Linked DNA regions of Mus musculus: all the other regions are linked to region 1. The links are chromatin contacts, called in public promoter capture Hi-C maps. All regions are on one chromosome and are shown on one strand. The core of a region is the stretch at or near the end of the contact, and the rest is flanking DNA. Distances in the headings are between cores, read along the strand shown. Region 1 holds the start of Mrps14 (mitochondrial ribosomal protein S14). Region 2 holds the start of Tada1 (transcriptional adaptor 1). Region 3 holds the start of Dcaf6 (DDB1 and CUL4 associated factor 6). Region 4 holds the start of Edem3 (ER degradation enhancer, mannosidase alpha-like 3).

Region 1 (5,610 bases), core at 2,283-4,782:
TCGCTCAGGCCTCAGGACAATAGAGGACACCCAAGAACTCACGATAGACCAAGCTTGATGTAAACCACATGAGGCTTTATTCAGGGAAAGCCAGAGCTCTGGGAATGACTCATATCCCATGCAGGGGTAGAGGAGTCGACCTCGAGGGGAAAGAGGTCCCACTTTTTATAGGCCCTCAGGGGGAGAAAGGAGAAGGGGGGAGTAGGGGATTTCCAGATCTAAACAATGTCTATTCTCAAGAAATGGGTATGGGAGGGGTACAAGGAAAGAGTCTGGTGCAGGTGTAGCAACTCAGGATTGGCCGGGCTGTGGTTGCTGGGGAGATTTTCCTACTCTTCCCCAGCAACCAATTTCACAAACACCTGGCAATGGGCTTCATCAGTGGGCACACACATGGGTTCAAGGAATGGTCAAAACATTGGCAGACACACAGGTTCAAGGAGTGGCCAGGGCATTGTGCACCTCTATTTTTCTAAATCAGTGAAGCTAGTTCTGCTAGCAATGAAATCTATTTTGCCAGTTTCAGGGCTTCTGTGGCCTTTTACATTCTGTCAGGATCTTTCAGCTGCTCTCCCAAAGTACCTGGGTTCAATTCCTAGCCCGCACGTGATGGCTTATGAGGGTCTGCACCTCCAGTTCGAGAGGACCTGACATCCCCTTCGGGCGTCTCTGGACTACAATTGAATTTAATGTTTTTGACACAGAGCCTCATGTAGTCCAGGCTGGACTCAGACTTTAGGTAACTTTGAACTTTTGACCCTCCATGTCTTGAGTCTGGGATGACAGGCGAAAGCCACTATGGTCCATTTATGCAGTGTTGGGGATCTATGTAGGGATTGCTCATATTAGGCATGCTCTCTACCAGCTGAGCTACATCCCTAGCCCATATCTTTGTTCTTTATGAATTACCCAATCTTATATATCATATTATAGAGTACAAATGGAGTAAAACATTATGTATATTTTACTCTACTTTTTATAGTTACTAATGATGTTTAAAGGAGCTCCCTGGAGTTTGGGGGGAAGGAGTGGTGTTTCCTGGGGAGTAGAAGGGCATCAAGTTCTGTGTCTCTTCTATTTTGTCTTATACATGTCTTCATCTTTTTGTCCATTTTTATTCTTTATAATAAGCTGATAAAGTACACCAAATGCTTTTAAGTCACGAATATTTACCCTACAAGATCTAAGCGCACCAGGTCCTGGGATACTTTTCCATTTGCCACCAACTAGCCACTGCCTCTTGTTGCTGCTTATGTTTTTGTTATTTTGTGACAGGGTCTCATTGTAGCCTGTGATGGCTTTAAACTTGCTGTGCACCCAAGGCTAGCCTTGAATTCCTGACCCTCCCAAATGCTGGGATTGCATGCATGCACTACCATTATTTTAATTTGCCATTTTCAACAAGGCAAACAATCACCTGGCTCCTAGGGCTGGTCCTACATCCAACTCTAGACGGATATAGTTTTCCTGCCTGTTCTTATGACACACACGGAGATGGGTTCTTGGCCATGTTCCTTGTCATACTGTAATGCAGGATGAAAACCTAGCCTACCAGGGGAAACCAAGTTTTACCCAAAGAAAGCTGATAAATGTGGAATGATAGCAGTTGGAGGACAGAGGGTGGCTCAGCAAGTTCTCTTCACAAGGCTGCAGCATGCACTGGTGTCTAGGAAGCTATCCATTCAGTGAGACTACAGCAGTGGTTATCTAGTGCCAGCTCCAGACCAAGTTTCTAGGTAGGGTTGCTGGAGGATAATACTGACAGGCACCTGTCTCAAGAAATGCTTTGATCTCTAAGTAACCTTCAATGCAGTTGCAGAGAAACTTGGGGCCAGTTTTACGTTGAAGGCTTCTTGGCTTGTTTAGCAACATATACTATCTGCTTGTGCATGGAAGCTCAGGGTGAGAAGACTCCAAATAAAGTCTCTCAGTACACTCAAGAATAGAGGGAGAATGTAAACGGTCACATTGAATTTTAATCTTTCTGATTTTTTTCTGGACCTTTTAGGAATTCAACTCATGGGTCTGTGCAATAGTTTAATTGTATAAAACTCGCTTTTTAAAAGATTTGTTTATTTATTTATTATATGTAAGTACACTGTTGCTGTCTTCAGACACTCCAGAAGAGGGCGTAAGATCTCCTTACGGATGGTTGTGAGCCACTGAGTGATTGTTGGGATTTGAACTCAGGACCTCTGGAAGAGCAGCCGGTGCTCTTAACTGCTGAGCCATCCCTCCAGCCCTAAAACTCATTTCTTTTTTGTTTTGTTTTGTTGTTTTTTTGAGACAGGGTTTCTCTGTATAGCCCTGGCTGTCCTGAAACTCACTTTGTAGACCAGGCTGTCCTCGAACTCAGAAATCCACCTGCCTCTGCCTCCCGAGTGCTGGAATTAAAGGCGAGTGCCACCACGCCCGGCCCTAAAACTCATTTCTTACTCTATAGCCTATAAACATATCTTTCTGACTTTCAAGCCCCTTCCAGAAGTTTGGCTTTCTGAAATTGTAACACATTAGTGAAACTTTTCCTGTTTTTAATTGAAAAGAAATATTTTTATACAGCATATTTCCCCTCCCTCATCTCCTCCAAGATCTTCCCACTTCCCTTCCTATCTAACTCCCGATGAAAACAAACAGGCATCTTAAAACAACAGAAACATAATAAAAGAGTTTGCCGTGTACCCATATCTTGAGATGACTGTAGATGATGCCCAATTATGTTGTGTGTGGCGTGGGGGTGAGTGGGAATGAGTTTTAACCAGGGTTTGATGCTGCTTGCTGGTCTAGGACTTTTTAGATCTTAGTATGATGGCAGGGACTCCTGGTTGTCTTATCCTGCCAAATGGTTTCAGTCAGAGTTTCCCTAGCCCATTAGAAATGTTCACTAACTTGTAACGCTTAAAGAAAAAAACTCTCCTTCTTCCTGGGAGCTTCCTGTGTAAAGAGCCCAATGGGCTGTTCCTCACTGCACCCATCAACACATCTAGGAGACAGGCTAGGAAGATGGCAGGAAAGTGCCCTGTACTAAAGGGAAAACAGCAGGCACATGCACACACACCACTACCGCCGTCCAACCCACAGAGACAAAAACGTAAAACCTATACAACCTTAATACAGATATGATATAATATAATAAAATAAATATAATATATATAATATAATACATATTTAAACCCTTGGCGTGCAAGCAGAAACTCTATCAGGGCCACTACCATCTTCTTTACAGCAGAAATGTGACCAGTGCCAGTTCTGCAGGATGAGTGACAAATGCTGCCAAGCTTCCGCCGGGTGGCGCCAACGCGCAGAACACAGGCGCAGGCTGGGCGGGGCTGGGACAGAGGAACAGCAAGGGCCAGGAGAGATCGCGCAGGCTCACTATTCTCCTACTGCCTAAGTGGGCGGTCCGCATGGATGATTTGCTTATCTATGAAATAACGCGAGAGTTATTTCAAATCCCGCACCTACCCTCTCCCTCTCTATAGGCTAAATCCTGCCCTGGACCCGCCCTTTGGGGCATAAGCCCCGCCTCCACAGAACCTGTTTCCGGTGTTGTACTGCGGCGGTGGTTGGCTGGCTGGGCAGACAACATGGCGGCGTCCGTGCTAGGCTCGCTGCTGCGGACCTTCCGGCAGGTCAGGCCCCTGCCTTTCTCGCCAGCCTACCCCTTCCCTGATTTCCGTGTCCTGTGGGTCCCTCGTAACCCTGTCACCTGTAATGCGCACGGAGGACCGATCCCAAGGCTCCTATCTGCTTTCCCGTCCTGGCTAGGTTAGGAGAGCCCAGAGCAGCAGTCGAGGGCTTGGTATTCAGGTGTGATCCGTCATGTGAAAGCTGCGAGAATGACTCCGGGTTATAAGGAGCCGAGTGTGAGTGGAGAAGAGAGGGGAGAGTCGGATGATTGAGACCTCAGAGGCTCCGATTATGCAAAGAGACTGTAGGGAACTAGCTGTCAGCCAGTGGTGGCTTGGAAGCAGGTGGTGACAATTTCGAATGGGGAGCAGGCCATTCCGCTAAAGCAGAATTAGTTAAAGGAAGGGCCGAGAATTGGCTGTAGAGTTAAGGAGTGGGAGTGTTATGATGCGGATAGAAACTGGAACGAGCAGCAAAGGACGTTGGAGAAGTCTTGGATAGTTTTGTTGGGGAGGGGTGTCAACTAGAGGGAGACCTGGGTGGACCTGGGTTGTTTTTTCTTTACTGTGACATTGCGTCATATCTGTATATTAGAGTGGGGGAACACTGATATAAAGAATAGGGAAGAATCGCTGGAGATCTGCCTTTTTTTTGCAGGCAAGAGGTGATATAGTCTGTGTATGAATTTTGATTTTAGGAATGTGGTTAAGTCATGAATAGCAGTTTCGTCCAGTAGAATTGTAATGCAAACCACAAGGATAATTTAAATATTTTCTAATATTTATATTGAAGTTTAAAAAGGAGGTGCGGTTAATTTTGATAGATATTTTTAGTCAGGTCTATCCTTATCCTAACAAGTCAAAATTAGAATGACTTATGTGACATTTGCATTCTTCTGTTGGAAGCAGGTTTCAAAGTCTGTGTATCTGACACTTAAAATATATATATATCGCAGTTGGGATGCTAACTTTTGCAGTTGGACCAAAACCAAACTTTTAAGCGAGTTAATACCAAGAATTATGTCCCCACTTGTACTGCTTACAGTTCCAGTGCGTATTAGCTGTATCCATGGTTCATGGCCACTGTAATGGACAGAGGTGTCATATAACCAATGAGAGGGGTGTAGAGTGTAGTACAAATACTGCCGAGGGGGCACAGGTATGGTAGTGGGAGTTTGGAAATTCTCTCCAGATTGCTTCTAATTTTATAACTAAGGGTACTGAAGTCATCAGAACCTGAGGGTGTGGGAGAAGGTAACAGTGACTTAAGAAAGAAGAATGAATACACCTGCAAATTGTCCCCAGATTTCCACCTGAGTTGTAGTATGCATGAGGTATGCACATGCACACACAAATAAATGCCATAAGTTACTTCCTAAAACTATTAAGTCTTCCCCCCATGAGATGGCTCAGTGGGTAAAATGCTTGCCACCAAGCCTGTGCAGTTCAATCTAAGGCCCCATGTTGTAGGGGGGTAACTGACTCACAGAAGCGTTGTCCTTGTCCACCCTCCACACATGCCCGTCCATACACAAGCACACATGTGCACTCAGACATGCCAAATAGAATTTAACTGCTCAAAGTCATTTAACGAGTGACTGAAAGTTTGTAGGATAATCCTTGTCTCTCTTTTTTAGGCAGTTCCTCCATCAGCGTCAGGTCAAGTTCGAGGTTACTATGTAGACTGGAGAATGTTGCGTGATTTGAAGAGACGGAAAATGGCTTATGAATATGCAGATGAGAGGCTTCGGATCAATTCGCTCAGAAAGAATACCATTTTGCCAAAGGACCTTCAGGTTAGCCAGTTGAGTCCCTTTCTTGCACAAAAGCATTAACTATCCTCATATTCTGTTTTATGCTGTTTTATTGCAACTTCTTAATGTAATTTCTGGAGAATAAGATCAAATATTCAAGTCTACATATATAGCCTTAAAACTGGCTTTGGTCAGCTTAGGATAAAGGACAACTACTCAGTCTTTCCTGG
Region 2 (6,355 bases), core at 675-3,174, 6.2 Mb after region 1:
CAAAGCTTTTATAAATATGCAAGTAAAATAGTTATATGAAATCAGGTGGTGAAAGGGCTCGGTGGTAATGGTGCTCCTCACCGAGCCTGATCACGAGCTCACTTGCTGGAACACACGTGGCAGAAGGGCAGACCTGAGTCCTTTGTTCTTTGACCTCACACGTGGGCTGTGACCCTTGAGTCCCTACACACATACGCATGTAAATAAATAAATGAATGAATAAATAATAGTAAATTAAAAGCTGCTATGAAAAATAAACCAGTGGGTATCTTCCTTTTTTGTTGTGTTGGCCTATGGAAATAAATTGCAGAAAGTGGGCAATATTTAAGAGTAATATTATCCGCCCCCAGTCACCCACCCTACTGGAAGGGACTGGGTATCAGGTGTGCAGCAGAGGCCGTTAAATGCACGTGATGAAAAGTGAGCAGCCTGACCACTTCTGCAAGCACCCGGAAGGCTGCTGGGTTTAAACTGGGGCTTCCTTTTGAATATAGGGAGGATTATTTTAAAAACTGGGAGGCGCTTGACCACAGGGACGAGACATTCATAACGATTCCTGCCACCCGATCCCATGATTCTCTTACAGGATTCTGTCCTAAAGTAATAATTACAAATGAGGAGAATCTGCATAAAGATGCTTGTTAAAATATTTCTTTTAATACAGGAGAAAACCCCAGTTTAATAGACAGGAAAGAAGTCATTGTATGCATCTTATCTGTGCAGTATTTAACAGGGCCCGCTGCTCACAACCACCTGTAAATTCACTCACAACGACATCTACCTAAAAACAAAATCTTTAAAAAATTATGCTGTCATTAAAAGTATGAACATTAGCCGGGCAGTGGTGGCACATGCCTTTAATCCCAGCACTTGGGAGGCAGAGACAGGTGGATTTCTGAGTTCAAGGCCAGCCTGTTCTACAAAGTGAGTTCCAGGACAGCCAGGGCTATACAGAGAAACCCTGTCTCAAAAAACAAACAAACAAACATGAACATTAAGGCAAAATAATAGCCTGGTGTCAGATAGCCAGGGCTACAAAGAGAGACCCTATTTCAAGAACAAACAAGCTGGGCATGGTGACCCATGCCTTTAGTCCCAGCCAGCACTAGAGGCAGTTGGATCTATGTGAGTTAAGAGGCCACTCTGTCAAAACGAGAGAGAGAGAGAGAGAGAGAGAGAGAGAGAGAGAGAGAGAGAGAGAGAGAGAGACTTTAAAAGTAGGCTTTAAAAAGTTTTAAGCTGAACACAGCTATGGCTTCCTAGTGTAGTATATATGTGCATATTCGAGTGTGAATTTGGAATTTGAGAGAGGACAAGCTAGCTTGTGGGTCCTTCCACTTGACCTTGACTTGAAACGAGGTTCTTTGCGTCTTTTCCTCTGTGGGTCAGGCTAACTAGCTGCTGAGACTCCTCCTGTTACCTCCCCTAGGACCTTTGGTAGTCCTGCTTGGGAATTATTTTTATTTGATCTGTCAATAGTGAATGTTCAGAACTTGAGTAACATAAATCCTGCCTTCAGGCAGCTCTCGTTTTAGTTGCAGGAGGCAGAAAACGAGATCGACCAACTAAATGTCACAATAGGTGGTGAGCACTTGGCAAAAAAATGAGGACAAGAGGATAAATTAGATATTGCATGCACTCGGGGACCTGAGCTCTTCCTTCTGGGAAGAGCTGACCTGCAGTCAGGGCGGGGCCTGGCCGGAGGGCGGGCGGGGCGGTCAAGTTCGCGCCCCGGGGGCCGCCGCGGGCGGGCAGGCGGGCGTAGGTTGGGCACGCGCCCACCAGGGGAAGCGGGTCACGTGAGCCAAGAGGCGGGAGTTGGCGAAGGGAGTTTGGCTGGGTGCTTTCCCAACTGCGAGACGGCGGGGCCAAGAACCAAACCCACGCAACGTCTCCCTAGCGGATGGGGGCGGGGCCGCCGAGCAGAGCCGAGCCGAGCCGAGCCGAGCGGAGCCGAGCCGAGCCGAGCGGAGCCGAGCCGAGCCGAGCCGAGCCGAACCGAGCCGAGCCGAGCCGAACCGAGCCGAGCCGAGCCGAGTGGAATCGAGTCGAGTCGAGCCTCCAGCGTCCGGCGCGCAGGCCTTCCGCCGCGTTGATCTTTCGGTTGCTGGTGGCCGTGGGCCGCGCGGTCTACGGTCGGGCTGAAAGACGCGCGCTGCAATGGCGACCTTTGTGAGCGAGCTGGAGGCAGCCAAGAAGAACTTGAGCGAGGCGCTGGGGGACAACGTGAAACAGTAAGAGCCGCGGGGACCAGCCTCCGGGCCTGTCCGTGGGTGTGCCCCAAGCTCGGGGCTGCCGTAGTCCCTGGACTCTCTTCACCTCCCGGAGGCCGTAGGCGTCTCGCGGCCGCCACGGCTCCCGTGCGGGCTCCGCCGGGACTCGAGGCGCTGGAGGACTTTCTCCTGGGCGTCCCGACACCGGTGATACCCGCGTGGGGGCGGGAGCAGCGCCCTAGGCGCCCCGGAGTCGGTAGAGCGGGGGGCGCGCCGGGGCGGGGTGGGGGGGCCCGGAGGGCTTCCCGGAGGCGGAGGCCCGCGTTGCTCAGGGGCCAGCTAGAAGAGCTGTGAAAGCGGGTTCGGAAGGCACAGAGACCCCAAGTGAAGTCGGTCGGTCACCCACCTTACAACCACAGCATCCAAGGGGGCGGCTGCCTAGCCGGCCGTAGGACGCCTTTCCCAGTGTTCCACACGGGCCAGCCAATCCTCAGACCTGAGATCGGCACAGTTCGTACTCGAGAGACAGAGATTACTTATTCCCCCAAAGTCACTGCCCAAGGATGGGACTGAGGCTTCTGGTTCCCGCCGTGTGATGCTTTTCAGGGGTTACTTGGAAAGTCCTCCCGTTCCCCACACCGCCGGGCTGTCAGCAGGGACTGGGGCAGAGTGACAGCTCTATAAGCAGTAGCCTGCGGCAGCCGGAGGAGGAGCCTCGATCTTTTGGGGGAACTTCAATTCTGGCAAACCCGTATTTCCTGGCACTGAAGTTGAAATGATTGACAAGAGCAGCCCGTGAAGCAGAGGTGGTGTTAATAGAAAGGCCGTCAGAAAAGCTTAGGTGCAAGCTCCTCGTCGGAACCCCTCTTTAAAAGGCTTTAAATAAATAAATAAATAAATAAATAATAAGTATTATTATTTGTAGATTTTTAAGCACCGGAATTAAAAAGAGATGCCCAGGGAAATAAGACATACCCAGATGTGGACTTCTCAATGGAGAGTCACAAGTTGTGCGTTTTGGCAGCTGTCTTGTTACACCCAAGAATTTTGTACAAGTTTCTTTTTCTTTTTTCTCTTTTTGCTGATGAGGTGGACAAGCTTATAAAGTCTGGTAGAGTAAAACCAGGCGACATTAAAGTTGCACAAGGGGTTTCTCTGTCCAGATGACCAGACAACTGCGGTTTTACAGCCTGGAAGCGAGAAGGAGGGAGGCCTTAGACAGAGATTGTTAGTTGTGTTGGAATTTTCGATGTTAGCTGGTAAGAGGCTGCAAGCTGAGTGGGGTGAGGGACTCTTTTGCGTTTTTTACGTTTGTGATGTTTTCAGTTTGATAGTCCTGCCTCAAGACTGTCACACCAAGCGCCATGGGTGAAGGACCACCTGAGATGCAAGGAGGAAATTAAATTAAATTTAAATAGGTAAAAATGGCAGCCTTTGGCTTCGTTAGAATGGTTGTGTACTTTTATAATACTGTTTGGTGAGGCTTACGGTTAAAAAGCCTATTGGGAGACTTGTCTCTTTTTCCACGCTCACAGGGTTTTGGAAGTGAATGGTTTCACACGGAGCTAAATCTGCAGGCTATGACTTGTGAAGGCCATGACTCTAACTCTGGCCAGAGTAACTGTGCCTTCCTTCCAGACTCACTTAGCAAACTCAGGCATGACAGAAACCTTTGCAGTCTTTGATCCATTTGTAATGGCCAGAGCTGACTGTGATGTTGCACAAATATGGGTGCTGATTCCAAATTTTATGTATCTGTCATGTGAAATTCACAAGTCTTTGTGTCAGGGACACAGTTAATGATGGGATTGTAATGCATTTCTGTTTCCGGTCTTCATTTTTAAAACCTGCCATCTTGGTTAAGCTTGCTTGTCTCTGGCCATTTCCTCTTAAGCAGTTTGCTTTTCGTTGTTCATCATGACCATTTAAATGGGATCCTGGGAGGTAGGTAAAACAAGGGTATACAGAGTGCATGGTGTGAATTGTTTACCATATGTCCAGCGGTCCAGATGTTAAAACCACAGGCTTTCAGTTACTCATATCCAGGAATACTTCCTTTCTGGCGAGTGATTAGAAAGGCAGCATTTCTGCCGATTTGAGCTCATCTGAACGGAAGCGTGGCACAGGAATAGGTGTTAGTCACCACTCTCCTCCTCATAAAACGTTCACGCTTAGGAGTAAGTCCGCCATGTTCTTTTAAGAAGGCGGCCAAGAGAAGGAAAGGCACAGGTGTGTCTGCACCAAGTCTGCCCTGAGTCCTCCTTTAGGGAGAAAGGATGTTTCTTGTTGCTCCTCTGCCTCTTTGGTGTGTTCATTTGCTAGGCACCACAGGCGAGTTGCTTAAACCACAGAAGTTACTCTTTTCACAGCTCTGGGGGTTGTAAATCCTAGGCCAGTATGCTGGACGGGTGGGTTTCTTCTGAGGCTCTCCTGGGACCTCTGCAAGAGTCTGAAGTATCTGTCCCCTCCTTTGCTGCTGACTAGACAGACTAGCTTAGGAGTCACCTCGTGGTCTCCTCCTAACCATCTTTAATATAGGCTTGGCCCAGAGCCACAAGTGCTTCTCAGCCCAAGACACCGGGGATTATAAATTTGTCTTCCCTGGGAGTGAACCCCGGGGCAGAGGCAGAAGCAGAAGTCTGTGGCTTTAATGTCATTTCTCCTTCTGCAGATACTGGGCCAACCTGAAGTTGTGGTTCAAGCAGAAGATCAGCAAGGAGGAGTTCGACCTTGAAGCTCACAGACTCCTCACACAGGACAATGGTAGATCTTCTCCCAGTTTCCCCAGATTTGCAATTAGTACTTTTGTGTTTGATGCTGTGTAAGAAAATCTTAACAATATTATGGTTACAAAGGTAACTGGGAAGACTGGTAGGGAGAGAGGGAACAATTTAAGTATTTCCGAGCTCCTCTGACTTGTGACAACCTTCCTTCCTTTCAGTGCATTCTCACAATGACTTCCTCCTGGCCATCCTCACACGTTGTCAGATTTTGGTTTCTACACCAGGTAAGGGGGTGGGAATGTTTCCAGTCTCAGGGAGGGGGGGGGGCGGGCTGGATATTTAACTTCCTTCATCAGACACCACTTAGGTTTACAAAGGAAATGTTCCACCACTACTACCACCACCAAATGTTGTGTAGGTGATGATTGTACACACACACACACACACACACACACACACACACACACTCTTCCTTGTGCTTAGTACTCTTACTCCCCACACAGCTTGTCACATTCTGATGACCAGGGTGGGAGTCAGGATTCAGACAGTGAAGGCTGTGATGAGAGGCAGTGGGTACCAGGAGAGGGCGGCATTAGGAGACACAGCTGAGCAGTGGATGCTGGGAAGTCAGGCAGTAGAAGCCTGGGCTTGGGATGTGTGCTGAGCAGAACAGCACCCAGTAGAGCCGCTCAGCGCCCGTTTGGTAGAGTGTTGGGAGGAAGTAAGTGCTTTAAAAATGTCCCTCCTGATAAGATTGTAAAATAAGTGTAAATCTCCAATCTGGAAACTAAGCATTATTTCTTCATTGAACACTATTTCCTCATAATGAAATGAATATTTGCTAGTAACAAAAGAATGGTTTTTGTTACAAGTAAAATGTCCTTCTTTCTATGTGACAATCACAGGTGGACCTGTTTTCTTTTTCTTTTCTTTTACACTACTTATTTCTTTTGTTTTGCATGTATGTATGTGGGTGCACACGCCACAGCATGTGTGCGTGTGTGTGTGTGTGTGTGTAGGTCAGAGGGCACCTTGCAGGAGTCAGTCCTCCCTGTGAGCAGAATTCCAGGGACTGACCTCAGGTCATTAGGCTGGGCAGGTGCTGTCTTTCTCTGAGCCCTCTAGCCAGCACTGTTTCCTATTTTTCTAAGGAAGGCCAGAAATACAATTTAAATAGTATTTATTGAGTACAGCATGTTAGATAATCTTTGATGCAACTCTTCAGGGTACTGTCAGCCTCTTTAGAGTGCAAACAAACATCAGAACGACAGAAGCGGATGCCTGGGCTCTCTCCAGTCCTCAGTGCCCTGGGCACCTCTTCCCTCTGGCACCCTCTGTGTCCACACAGCTTGCTCCTGAGCTCAGTGCACCCTGCTCCTTCATGGGCCTGCACTCTCAGCTTTTCTGCCAGCACCTAGG
Region 3 (5,562 bases), core at 2,926-5,425, 5.3 Mb after region 1:
AAGATTGTATTTACAAACACTAGTAAAATAAAACCTGCCTTATTTTTTCAAAGGTCTAAGTAAAATTTCACTATTTATAGCTTCTTTGTAAGCTCTCACTACTGTGTGTTAAAGAATTTTGGGTGAAATTTTGTGGTTCGGTTTTCTTTGTATTTCCTCTATGTACCTCAAGCTGGCTTTAAACACAGTGGTACCCTACTGCCTCTGGCTCCCATAAATCTGGGATTATAAGTAACCAGTTAGAAAAGCATCTTTGAAAAAAGAAAACATCACAAACAAAAATGACATTTATTGTATTTAGGGAAAGGAGTGGGTCACATTACATGTGTGTGGATCAGAGGACACAATAGGGAGTCAGTTCTCTCCTACTGTATTAGTCCCGGGAATCTAACTCAGGATGCCAAGTCTCAACAGTAAGGTCCTCACTCACCCAGCCAGCTTACTGCCTCACTTTGGGTTTTTTGGTTCTGTTGTTTTGTTTTTCCAGACAGGGTCTCATCTCACTCTGGACTATATATGCCACATTGGCCTAGAATTTGTAAACAATCCACCTCAGCCCCCTAAATGTTGGGATTATATGTGTAAGCTACCATACCCGGCTTGTGTATATAATATAAACATGTCCACCTGCCTGTATGTGTGGGTACACCAGCCAATGCATGAAGGCCAAAGGACATAGAGTACACTCGTTCTCTCGCTGTCCCTCCCTTTCCCCCCCTCCCTTTGAGACAGGATTACTTGCTAAAGCTTGAGCTCTCAGTTTAGCTAGGCTGACAAGACAGTCATCAAACCCAGTAATGTTCCTGTCTCTATACCCTATCCTAGCTTTTTACAAGGATGCTGGAGACCCAAATTTGGTCCCCTTGCTTGTACAGTAAGCATACTTATTCAACTAAACCATCTCTCCAGCCCACCCATTCTATCCTTTTTGTTGTTTTTAAATAATGTGTCTCCTGTACTCCAAGCCCAAGCTGGCCTAGCACTTATTAATCCTCCTGACCCCATGCCCCAAGTGCTAGAGGTATGAGCCACCATACCCAAATAAATTTTTAAAAATTGCCTATGTTTTTTAATTTTCAGAAAGGGTCTCATGAATTCTGGGATGGCCTTGAACTCTTTATCCTCCTGCCTCTACCTCCAGAGTGTTAGGATTACAAGCTGACACCTCCACACCAGTATATGGTGCTAGGAATGGAACCCAGGGCTTCCTGCATACTAAGCAAGCACTCTTTTAAATGAGCTACATCCCAGTACCTAATCTTCACACACTTAAGATCAGGCAGTGACAATACCAATCCTGTTTGTGTGCTATAGGAAGTCAGTGAATACATTAGCGTCATTATCTAAAAAACTGGTAATTTTGTCAGAGTTTTCTCTCCTTGTTCAGTTCCTGAGGAAGTTAATGGAACCTTTGTGTTTTGTTTCTTTAGTATCGAAACCTCCATAAAAATGAGCATTCCAGTTTGAATGTTACTTAGCAGTAATTTATTATTAGGAATGCAAATAATAGAAGCCTATTAGGAGAAAATGCAAACTATAAAACTCTGAACAATTATGATGTTTAAATCTGCATGTCTTTAAGAAATCAACTAACTTTCTAAGTTCCTTGCACTTGGAATTTAAAAGGGTGTTTGTTTGTTTGTTTGTTTGTATGTTTGTTTGTTTTTTGAGACAGAGTTTCACTAAAAATCCTTCAAACTAGCAGCAAGTCTCCTTCCTCATCAAAAAAGGCTTTATGAGAAAGGTCATCCTCCCCCCCCCCACACACACAAAGAAACTTATTAGGTATCAGATTCATTAGACTGCCTGCCCATAGGTTTTATTTCAAAGATGACCTTAAACAGGTGATCCTACCAGCCAGCCCTTTACCTTGGAAGTGCTGGGATTACAGGATTACAGATGTCTGCCATCTAACCCAGGAAAAATCGCTTTTAAAGAAGTGCTGAAGTATGCATCATTGTTACACTTCAATTACTTAAAGCTAAACATAGTGGCAAACATCAGTAACTCCAGAACTTAGAAGACTAAGGCAGTTCTTAGTCTTAAAGAGTTTTCTCTTTGCAATGTCAGAGTCTAGAGAACAAACTGAAGCAGCAGAGGCTTGGTAGCTGGCACCCTCACCCGCTGAGCCATCTCGAGAGCCCCACTGACCATGTTCTCATTACCTTTATTATACACAGCCAAACCCAATTGAAATAAGACTAAATTATAACTTCACTCACACAAAACTTTAGCATTTGCTTTATTAAGGTAAAAGTCTGTTTTTTCTACACAAACTAAATTTTAAAATAAACTTTCACACCTCTTTTAAGACAAGGATTTTAAAAAGGACTTTACAAATATTAAAAACAAGCAGTCTAGGTACTTACTACAACATATGTAAATGATGTTTGCACAGTCATGACAGTGAACACATATTACAGAAAAGGGGACAGGGTCAGGTGAAAATTTACAGTGTAATCCCAGCTATCAGGAGAATGAGATAAAAGTTAAGGCTAGTCTGGACTATATAAGGAGTCTCTTTCAAATAAAAATTAAAGAGACTAAAACTTAGAACATTAAAATTCTTCATTAAGTACTATGTAATGTTTTACACACATTTTTATGTCTAAAAGGATCTCCAGACGCAGTGAAGAAAAAAGCAAGGGAGAAAAATGCTTTCACCACCATGCATCCGGTTTTCATTCACACACATGTAGGGTGCACATACAGGCACTAGTATTTATATATGTATGCATTTCTAAGAAGGAAATAAATCAAGGAAAATAATCACAAAACAGAAACATTTCTAGGGGCAGTGGCATGAAATCCAAATGGGACCGATTCTGGGACTTCTGCTTTTTTGTATTTAATTCTTACAATGATAACATTCATTTAAAAACATTAAAACGCACACCTAGGCGTCCTTTAAGCAATTTACAGCCAGTAGTATTGGCTGTAATGAGATTTCATTTCTTTCTATTTTTGTTGTTAGTAAAAAAAAAAAAAAAAATGACAGCAACAAATCGCTTCACTTGGCAAAGAAATGACAGAGTTGGGGGGAGGAGGCACTTTGAAGAAACAGGACTTTTTAGTTGACTCTGGCATGACCCAACACACTCAACAAAACTCACGGTACACAGAACGAAAAAGGTGGAACCCTGCGTCCACAGTCCTGAAGGTTGTTTTTAGAAAGCTTAACTAAGAAACAGAAAATGCCAAGTGTGTTTTCCAGGGGTGGGAACAGGAACGTGAAACCTTACACCACCTAAAAGAGGTCTACGGGACTGACAGCAGGCTGGACCTGGGAAGGCGCGGGGGTGGGGAGGGCTCCGCGATCTCTTTTAGGTTTGGGCTAAGCGCCACGGTTTACAGCGAGCCCGGCTGGGGTGTCAAGTCCCTGAGGGTGGTCAACAGCGTCTCTCTCGGGCGACATCTAACCCCTTGCGGAAGCCGAAGAAGAAGGTGGACAAGCAACACCTTGAGGTCTTCGGCTGAGCGGGGACAGCTCCGGAGAAAAGCAAAAGCGCCAACTTTGGCGTTCAACGTGGCATCTCCGTAAGGCTCGCGGAGTCTTCTCCGGAGTCCCAGCCCACGAGCGACCCCAACACCTTTCCGGGCTTAGTGCCGCCTCCCCACGGCCCGGCTCTCCGAGGGAAGCCCAGCTTGAGCCGCGCCTGGCAGCTTGCAAAGGGGACCCCGACCTTAGGAGGAGCGGGCGCGGATCGCCGTCATCCCACCTGAGACCTAGCCTGCGGGGCGCCCCGGTCGGGGCTCGGTCCGGTCGCCAACAGCCCCGGCGGCGCCCCCTCCCCCACCTCTGGGCGGCGACCTCAGCGCCGCCGCCCCGGGGCCCCCGCTCACCCAGGTAGCGGCTCCTCAGCCGGGACGGGTCCTCCAGCCCAAGGGACCTTTTCCTCACGTCCCACAACAGGTGCGGGCAGGAGCCACTCCGAGCCATGGCTCCGCAGGGGCTGGGGTGGGAAAGGGGAGACCACCGCGGGGGGTGGGGAGGGGAAGAGAGGGAGGGGACAGGCCGATCAACACCCGAGCGGCACCAGCACCATGCGCGCGCCCCGGGGCCTCGCCGGCGCCGCGACTCAGAGGGCGGCAGCCACGGCCGCGCCTTCTCCCCGGGAGCGGAGAGGTACCCGGGCCACGGCTCGCCTCATACTCTCCTCAGACTACCCAGAACATCTAGAGATCGGCAACAGTCCCCTCCCTCGACCCCCCTCCCGCGGGAGGCGGAGGCGAAGGCGGAGGCGGCCGCGAGCTCCTCCCTCTCCTCCCTAGACCACGCCCCCTCCCGGCCCTTCTCGCGAGAGGATGCACACGGGCAACAGAAGCCGCTGTGCGTCACGATTGCCCTCACCCTAGGAGAGGAGCTTGAGGGCGCTCTAGCCTACTCCTTAATGGATTGGAGAGGCATGACGGAAGCCGCTGAGGTTGTCTTGCTCACGCCTCTCGAGTCAAAGGAAAAAACCGGGCGTGATGACCCATGCATGCAATCCCAGCAGTCGGGAGGCTGGACCATAGCGAGATCCAAGCCAGCCTGGGGTACACAGCGAAGACACCGACTCAAAAACAATAAGTAAATAAGAGGAAGTCCGACAGGTATCCAGCGTCATCTTCAGTTCGGGAGAGGGAAGCCCAGAAAGCTTATTAGTCAAAGTGAGGGACCGGGCGGAAGTGCGGCTTCAGGTTCCCCTCTCCAACATGGCCTCCAGGGCCGGAAGGAGATGATTTCTGGCCACGCCTCTTCCGCTCTGTGAGGCCAGCCAATTAGAGCAGGCCGTTAAGCTTGCGCAACGCCTCGCCCGCCTAGCTCTAGCGGCCCCAGCACGGCGACCTCTGTAGCACCTGTTGCCATGACTCCTCCCCCTCGGTCTCCCCAACCCGCTCGCAGGAGGCGGGCCGGGGCGGGCTTTTGCTGAGCTCCGCCCCCCTGAGCCTTTGCGGGACTCGGCCTCTAGGTGCTTCACCTCTGGCTGCCAGAGCCGGGGAAGGGCGCCCTAGGGCAGAGGCGGACGCCCCAGCGCTGCAGAGAGAAAGTGACGAGCCGCCCTTCGTTGTCAGCCAGGAACGCGGACACAGCGGCGCTCCCACCCTGCTGCTGTCGATCCCTAGGCCGCCGCGATGGCAGCTGCCGGCGCCCGAGGCCTGCGGGCCACCTACCACCGACTCATGGATAAAGTGGAGTTGTTGCTGCCAAAGAAATTGAGGCCGCTTTACAACCACCCGGCAGGTAATGAATCCTGAACGGCTCGCACGGAGATCGTTCCTCTCCCTCCGAAACCGGGACATTAGAGGCCCTGTGACAGTTGAGTTGCTACCGGAATCCCAGAGCCCTCATCTCGCCACTGAAGGGAATCCATCAATTCTCCTAGTCTTTCACCTTGTTTCATCTTAGGTCTCTTTCCAAAAACCGAGTATCAGCACCCAGTGCCCTTGTTGACTTTTGATGTCTTCGCTCCCTTAAACACTGCTCACACTCCCGACCTCTCCTCCAGACTTGAACCTTACTTAACTCCTGAGAGCCACGAAGGGGTCTTGGGCCACCATGAAACCCTCCTTCTCCTCCCC
Region 4 (5,593 bases), core at 2,398-4,897, 8.4 Mb before region 1:
TTTGGATGAGACAGTCAGCCACTCCAGGAGACAACCCATAATATTTACTCAGTACTTTTCCTAAAATATACCTTCTGGAACCTTAAAGTCCCAGAATGTAAATGCAGAATAAACGTTGCCTTGATTTAATACACAGACTTGAGTTCACAAGAAGAAAAGTGTCCTGTAAATTCCACATTATCAACTGATGGGAATATTGAAAGGAGAAGGATGGGAAGTCATTTGAGGAATGCTACAATAGCCACTTCCAAATCCTATTTTAGGAATACGAGACCCGTAGAATTAAAGACTATAGGGGCAACTGCTGTTCTGTGATCAGCCTCGTTCAGCTGCTCTCAGTCTCCCGGGACTCTCCTTGAGTCCTAAGAGAACTGATGTGGAGCCTCTCCCTGGTGTCCATATGTTTTCTACCCACAATCCTTCGTAGCCTCTGACACATCCAGGCAGGAAAGGGAACATATATATTTGCGTAAGATACAAGGCTGTGTAAACAAACTCTTAGCCAGTTAAAGGGCACCACTTTATAAACTGCCCTTATTAATTTTAATGGGCTCTACACATCTAAAAAACTGTTTTACATTCTTTAAAAAGCCCGTCTCTCTTATTCCCCTTGGGTGCTTTCCACTAATATTGGTTTTTTTTTTTTTCTGTACAACTCCAAGCTCTCCAAATTAACTTCCATATCATTTAAAAAGATTACTCATGTATAAGTTTGAAAACTAACAAATGAAAAATTTCCCAGGAGTCCATAAATTGGCAATTAGCTAATAATTCCTATTCCCATTAATGGGTTAAAATGGGATCTACTTTGAAATGTACTTTTGTGAATGTGTTTCCATACTGAATATGAATCTCCAGCTTAGAAATGTTAACTCCCAATTCCTTTTAGGTCACACCAGATTTTCCTATTTCGGATTTTGCAGAGGTTAGTGAAACATGGACTCAACTATTGGCTAGAAGTTGAATCACAGTGGGGAGGAAAAGACGCTTATTATTCAGGGAGTCAACAAGGAAGGTGTCCTGCCTACTTATGACAGCCTTTAAAACTTCAGTGTTAGCTGGGAGACAAGCAAAAATGCAGAAAGATAAACACTGAGGCCAGGACTTCCTTTTCAGTTCGTTGTTTCTTTAACAAGATCACTACTGTCTTATTGAGACCCAAAGACTCAGAAGTCTTTATGATTAGAACATCAAGAAGTCTAATAATAAATAGTAATAATGATAACGATCATAATATTAAAATCAACCTAGTTATTGCCAATAAGTTCCTTCAAATAACTGACTTGAAAATACATCTGAAAGTCATTAGGTATTTTTCTACTGTCTTTGTTCTTCGTTTTCAAATACTAGCTGATTGGTGTTGAACTTTGGCTTGTCCTGTTCTCTATGCCACATCCACACCAACTCAAAGGTATTTATTTACTTAGCTAACTTCGTCATTAAGGCTGCCAACAAGGATCCGGGATGGCAGCAATGCAGGATTGCAGGTTTGTAAAAGGGATAAACATCATTCAGAAATGAGCTCATGTGTACAGTATTCATATGATTACAGGGAAAGGTCATATTATTCTCACTTTATAGTGAGGAAACTGAAGGAATAAGAAATCAACACTTCTTGAACATGTCTAGTGGGGGAGACACAGCACTAGGCCTTTTAGAATAATCTGGTTATTTAGAAACAAGCTGGTTAATACCCCTCAAACGATCAAAATCTAGTGGATGTAAAAATGCACTAATAGAGACACAGAGTACTGTGGAAGAACAGGAAGGAGAGTGGTTTGAACACTTTCTGCAAGGTTTAGAACTGTTTTGTGGTGATGGAATCTAAGCCAAGTCTTAATGGTTTGTGGGCGTGGGGCAAAGATTACAGAATAACAGAGGAGATAGAAGAGCAAAGATAAAGAAAGGAAAAGAGTGTGAGAATTTACTTCGTAGTCGAATAGAACTTGAGGGCAGGGGCAGATCGAAGGCAGAGGGAGGAGGAATTCAGAGGGTTTGCAAATCGAAGCTTACTCTGTGGCAGTGTAGAGGAGACTAGGACGTTGCAACTGTTCAGCAAAGAGATAATGAGAGCTGGAACTAGGAAAATGTGGACTAGAAAGGCAATGGTCTGAAAGATAGTAGCGATAAGGATCTGGGTGATTTACCCACTGGTTGGACACTAGGAAAGAAGAGGGTGAGTAAACAGGTCTGAAGCATTAAATAATTTTACACTTGAGTTTCTCTTGGACCAGACAGAAAGGAAATTGAATGTAAGGCCAATGATCAGGACAGATATAAATCTAGAAATCAATCCGAGCAACAAGGTGACTTAATCCGTGTCAGAAATCACTAAAGCGAAACCCGGAGAGTACAAAGAAGCAAAGGAGTCGAAACAGAACCTTCAGGAAACACCTGCGTTTTTGAAAGAGGAGAGAAGGAAGAAAGGTTATTTTGTAACCCGGATGGTCAGAGAGATAAGACTTAAGTGGTGAGGCATTAAAAGCAAGAGGTTTCAGATAGCTCGATATTGCTGAACGGACAAATACGAAATTTACTGTGGCCACAGAGGTCACATCCAAGCTCCTCAACTCTGCCGCCACCTGCTGAAGTGGCACAAAAGAAAGACATGTGCTTTTGCAAGAGAAACCCACCTGTCATTTTACCCACAGTTAGCCTGCCAATCAGCCATTGCAACTCATTACAACATCTAGTCTTCACTAAATTAAAAAAAAAAAATCACTTTTGCATTGTACACTTCTTTCCTTCATGGGCTTTTAAGATAACTATTATTAATCACGTTCTTAGCTTTGCTTGGCCTCCTTCATTTTGAGTGTCCTGCTTAGTTGCTGGGGTACTGAATTAGAGGAGTAATTCAGGAGTTAGATTAGTGTTTGCTAACTTCTTCCAAGCCTTTGTGCAAAAGTTCAAGCTACGTGTGCAAAAGTAGAAGGACGATATATACATATTAGAGTTGTGTATATGCGCTAATGAAAGTAAAACTCTCACATGGTCGTCAAAGGTTCGAGTCATTTAGCTGTTGTTCATTTCCTAGTTTTTGTTTTGTTTTGTTTTGTTGTCATTTTCTCGAGGGCAGAAGAATATTTTCACTGTTCACCCAGGCATTCGGTACCGACCTGGGGGCAAGTCTCATTCTGTCAGCTCTCAGGAAAAAAAAAAAATCTTCAGGAAGAGAATGGCAAAGCACTCACGAGTCTCAAGGACTGGGCAGCCCACCGACGAGGTAGGGTTGGCCAAAGGTCTTGCGGAACACAGAACGCCTGGAACCTGCGTGGCCTTTACAGAATAGGACTACAAGTCCCAGAACGCAGGGCGCTACTAGGCAGAAATCTAGCAAGGCGCCTGCGCGTAGGTCTGTAGTCAAGCTGGAGGAAGCGGTGCACCTTGGGACTAGTAGTTCCTAGGTGGCAACTCCTGGGGTCGGAGGTGGATCGAAGGGACAGCTCCCTGCCCAGTCCCGCCTTTTGTCCACGTCCCGCTTCTCTGGGCCAATGCTAGGTCCTGTAGCTGCGGCCAGCCCCTCTCCGAGGCTGTCTCCATTGGTCCCGAGGCTATCTCACTTCGGCTCTACCCGGAAGTAGCCTTGGAGAGGCGGTTTCCTAGACTACGACACCGGAAAGCTGGGGGCGGTGCTCCGAGCCGTGGAGGGCGGAGGGTGGTGGCAGCGCTGGCGCTGGGGGACCGGCTCGGTGACTTCGGCAAACAGTTTGGCGCCGGCGGCCGCCAGCCTCACTCCACAGTCCGCCCTCGACACGGCTCGCAGCCTCCTCGCCGCCGGCAGCCCGCAATGTGGCCCACCGTGCCGGTGTAGCAGCTGCGCGTGCGCGGAACCGCGGGGCCATGAGCAAAGCCGGCGGCTGCCGGGGCTGTGGGTGCCGGGTCCCCCAGCGAGCGTCATGGAGCCTGGTGGCAGCGACGGCCGCGCTCTGTCTGGTGTTGGCCACGTCCGTGTGCACGGCAGGGGCCGCGCCCATGAGTAGGGAAGAGAAGCAGAAGCTTGGGTAAGGGTGCGTGGCTGTCCGGGTGGGTTTCCTCGCGCGGCTGCCAGCAGTGGAGGTGCCTGTCATTGCGCCCCCGGCGCACTGTGGACTTTTTCTGTGGTGACTGTAACAGCTGGTGAGGCTGGAGGACCTCGGTGCGGTGGACGGGGTCCAGGACGATGGGAGCTGATCCCCGGGATGTGACCTCGGGGGCTGTCGAGTGTCTCCTGGGCAGCCTGTGACATATGTAGTGTTGTGTCAGCGCCTCTGCCATGTCAGGGGCTGGTGGAGGGGCTACCGCCTGGGTGGCGGAGGCAGGGTTGGATGTCTCACCCAAGTGAGCTCCCAGCGGGAAAATGTTGCGGTGCTTACACCTGTTAAAGGAAAAGGGGCGTTCACCGGAACTTGAACTTTTCAGACTTCACTATCCCCCTTGCTGTGTTTTCTTTCCTAAATGGCACTTGTGAGCTAGAGCAGGCGATTTGATGCTATTCAGAGGCCTCGATTAAGTGTACCCCCTTAGAGTAGTTTTATGAGGCTTAAAAGTGTTCCAAAACACTATTTATAGCATTTAATCCAGTAATTCGAATACATCCGAAGTGGCACAAGTGACTAAGAACGAAGTGGAGAATCTCTGGATTTTGGCAAAACCGTGAAGTTAAGTGAGAGGAGAGGAAATGTGTGCCTGTCAGTAGCACGGCGAGTTGACTGCGAAAGATGCTTATTAAAACAGTGAAGTGGGTGGGTTTTGCTTGTCTGGTAGGTTAGCACAGAACACTAGAATGCACTGCTGATTAGTGAAGAGGTGAGAAAACTGGTGGGGATGTAAACCACGTGACTTATTGACACCAACTCCAGAATTTTAAATTGTGCTTGCTCTTTGATTCATTTCTTTCTCTGGAGAATCTATCCTACAGAAGTAAAGACACAATTAGAGATAAGTGTATAAAGGGGTGCATTTTGACAGAACAGAACAGGCTGGGGGGGGGTGTCATACATTTAGAAAGAGTTCTGTACTAAAGCAAGTTGTAGGTTAATATATAAATAGAAAGCATATTATTTTATAAGAAAAAATAGTTGCCTGAACTCAGGAAAAAATAACAGGTAACTTATCCCACAAAGGGAGGTGGAGCCATTAGGTTCTGACGTAGATACTTCTTTACTTCCGCCATTGCAAAAGAACTATACTAATTTTTAAATCACAGAGCAAATAAAAATGTGAGTAAAAGAAGATGAAGTGTTATCTATTCAAACAAAATTACCAGTGAATTCTAGACTCTTGCCTTTTCCTTTATAAGTTTAATGTATTATTTTGTGACATTTTAATGATGTTCCCACTTTGTTGGCATTTAACTCATGCCATCTCTAAAACTGTTATTCCATCGCGAGGTGGATGCTATCTCCACTGTGCAAATGAGGACATTGAGATTCAGGGTTAACTTGCTCAGAGTCTCAAAGCGGGTCAGGTTTGTGGTTTTTGGTTACATTTATATTTTTAACCTATGTCTGATCTCACAGTTCACAGTCTGTACAGTGCTGTACTTCCTTAAGATTTGGGGGAGGGGAAGTATTTCTATTATGGCTGCAAATATTTTCTTTGACATTCTTATTAA

The links. Promoter capture Hi-C pulls out the DNA fragments that hold promoters and counts their contacts.
Region 2: a contact with region 1 is called in a promoter capture Hi-C map of liver, with 2.3 times the contacts expected there. The contact joins the promoter of Tada1 here to the promoter of Mrps14 in region 1.
Region 3: a promoter capture Hi-C map of pre-B cells shows a contact between it and region 1. The contact joins the promoter of Dcaf6 here to the promoter of Mrps14 in region 1. A contact is called at or near these places in 1 of 39 promoter capture datasets (pre-B cells) and 2 of 484 Hi-C or Micro-C datasets (CD4 T cells and CD8 T cells).
Region 4: a promoter capture Hi-C map of liver shows a contact between it and region 1, with 7 times the contacts expected there. The contact joins the promoter of Edem3 here to the promoter of Mrps14 in region 1. A contact is called at or near these places in 1 of 39 promoter capture datasets (liver) and 1 of 484 Hi-C or Micro-C datasets (muscle stem cells).

Annotation. Positions count from the first base shown.
Region 1 is chr1:160,191,683-160,197,292 of GRCm38.p6, forward strand. Mrps14 (mitochondrial ribosomal protein S14) reads left to right here and starts at 3,533. Exons shown (of 3, transcript NM_025474.4): 1 at 3,533-3,629; 2 at 5,264-5,422. The coding sequence starts at 3,585.
Region 2 is chr1:166,377,243-166,383,597 of GRCm38.p6, forward strand. Tada1 (transcriptional adaptor 1) reads left to right here and starts at 1,925. Exons shown (of 8, transcript NM_030245.3): 1 at 1,925-2,234; 2 at 4,885-4,976; 3 at 5,155-5,220. The coding sequence starts at 2,161.
Region 3 is chr1:165,456,288-165,461,849 of GRCm38.p6, forward strand. It overlaps Dcaf6 (DDB1 and CUL4 associated factor 6), which reads right to left and starts at 4,176. Exons shown (of 19, transcript NM_028759.1): 1 at 3,844-4,176. The coding sequence starts at 3,940. Mpc2 (mitochondrial pyruvate carrier 2) reads left to right here and starts at 4,973. Exons shown (of 5, transcript NM_027430.3): 1 at 4,973-5,224. The coding sequence starts at 5,116.
Region 4 is chr1:151,751,727-151,757,319 of GRCm38.p6, forward strand. It overlaps Edem3 (ER degradation enhancer, mannosidase alpha-like 3), which reads left to right and starts at 3,648. Exons shown (of 20, transcript NM_001039644.2): 1 at 3,648-4,001. The coding sequence starts at 3,841. It overlaps 2810414N06Rik (RIKEN cDNA 2810414N06 gene), which reads right to left and starts at 3,292. Exons shown (of 2, transcript NR_151475.1): 1 at 3,117-3,292.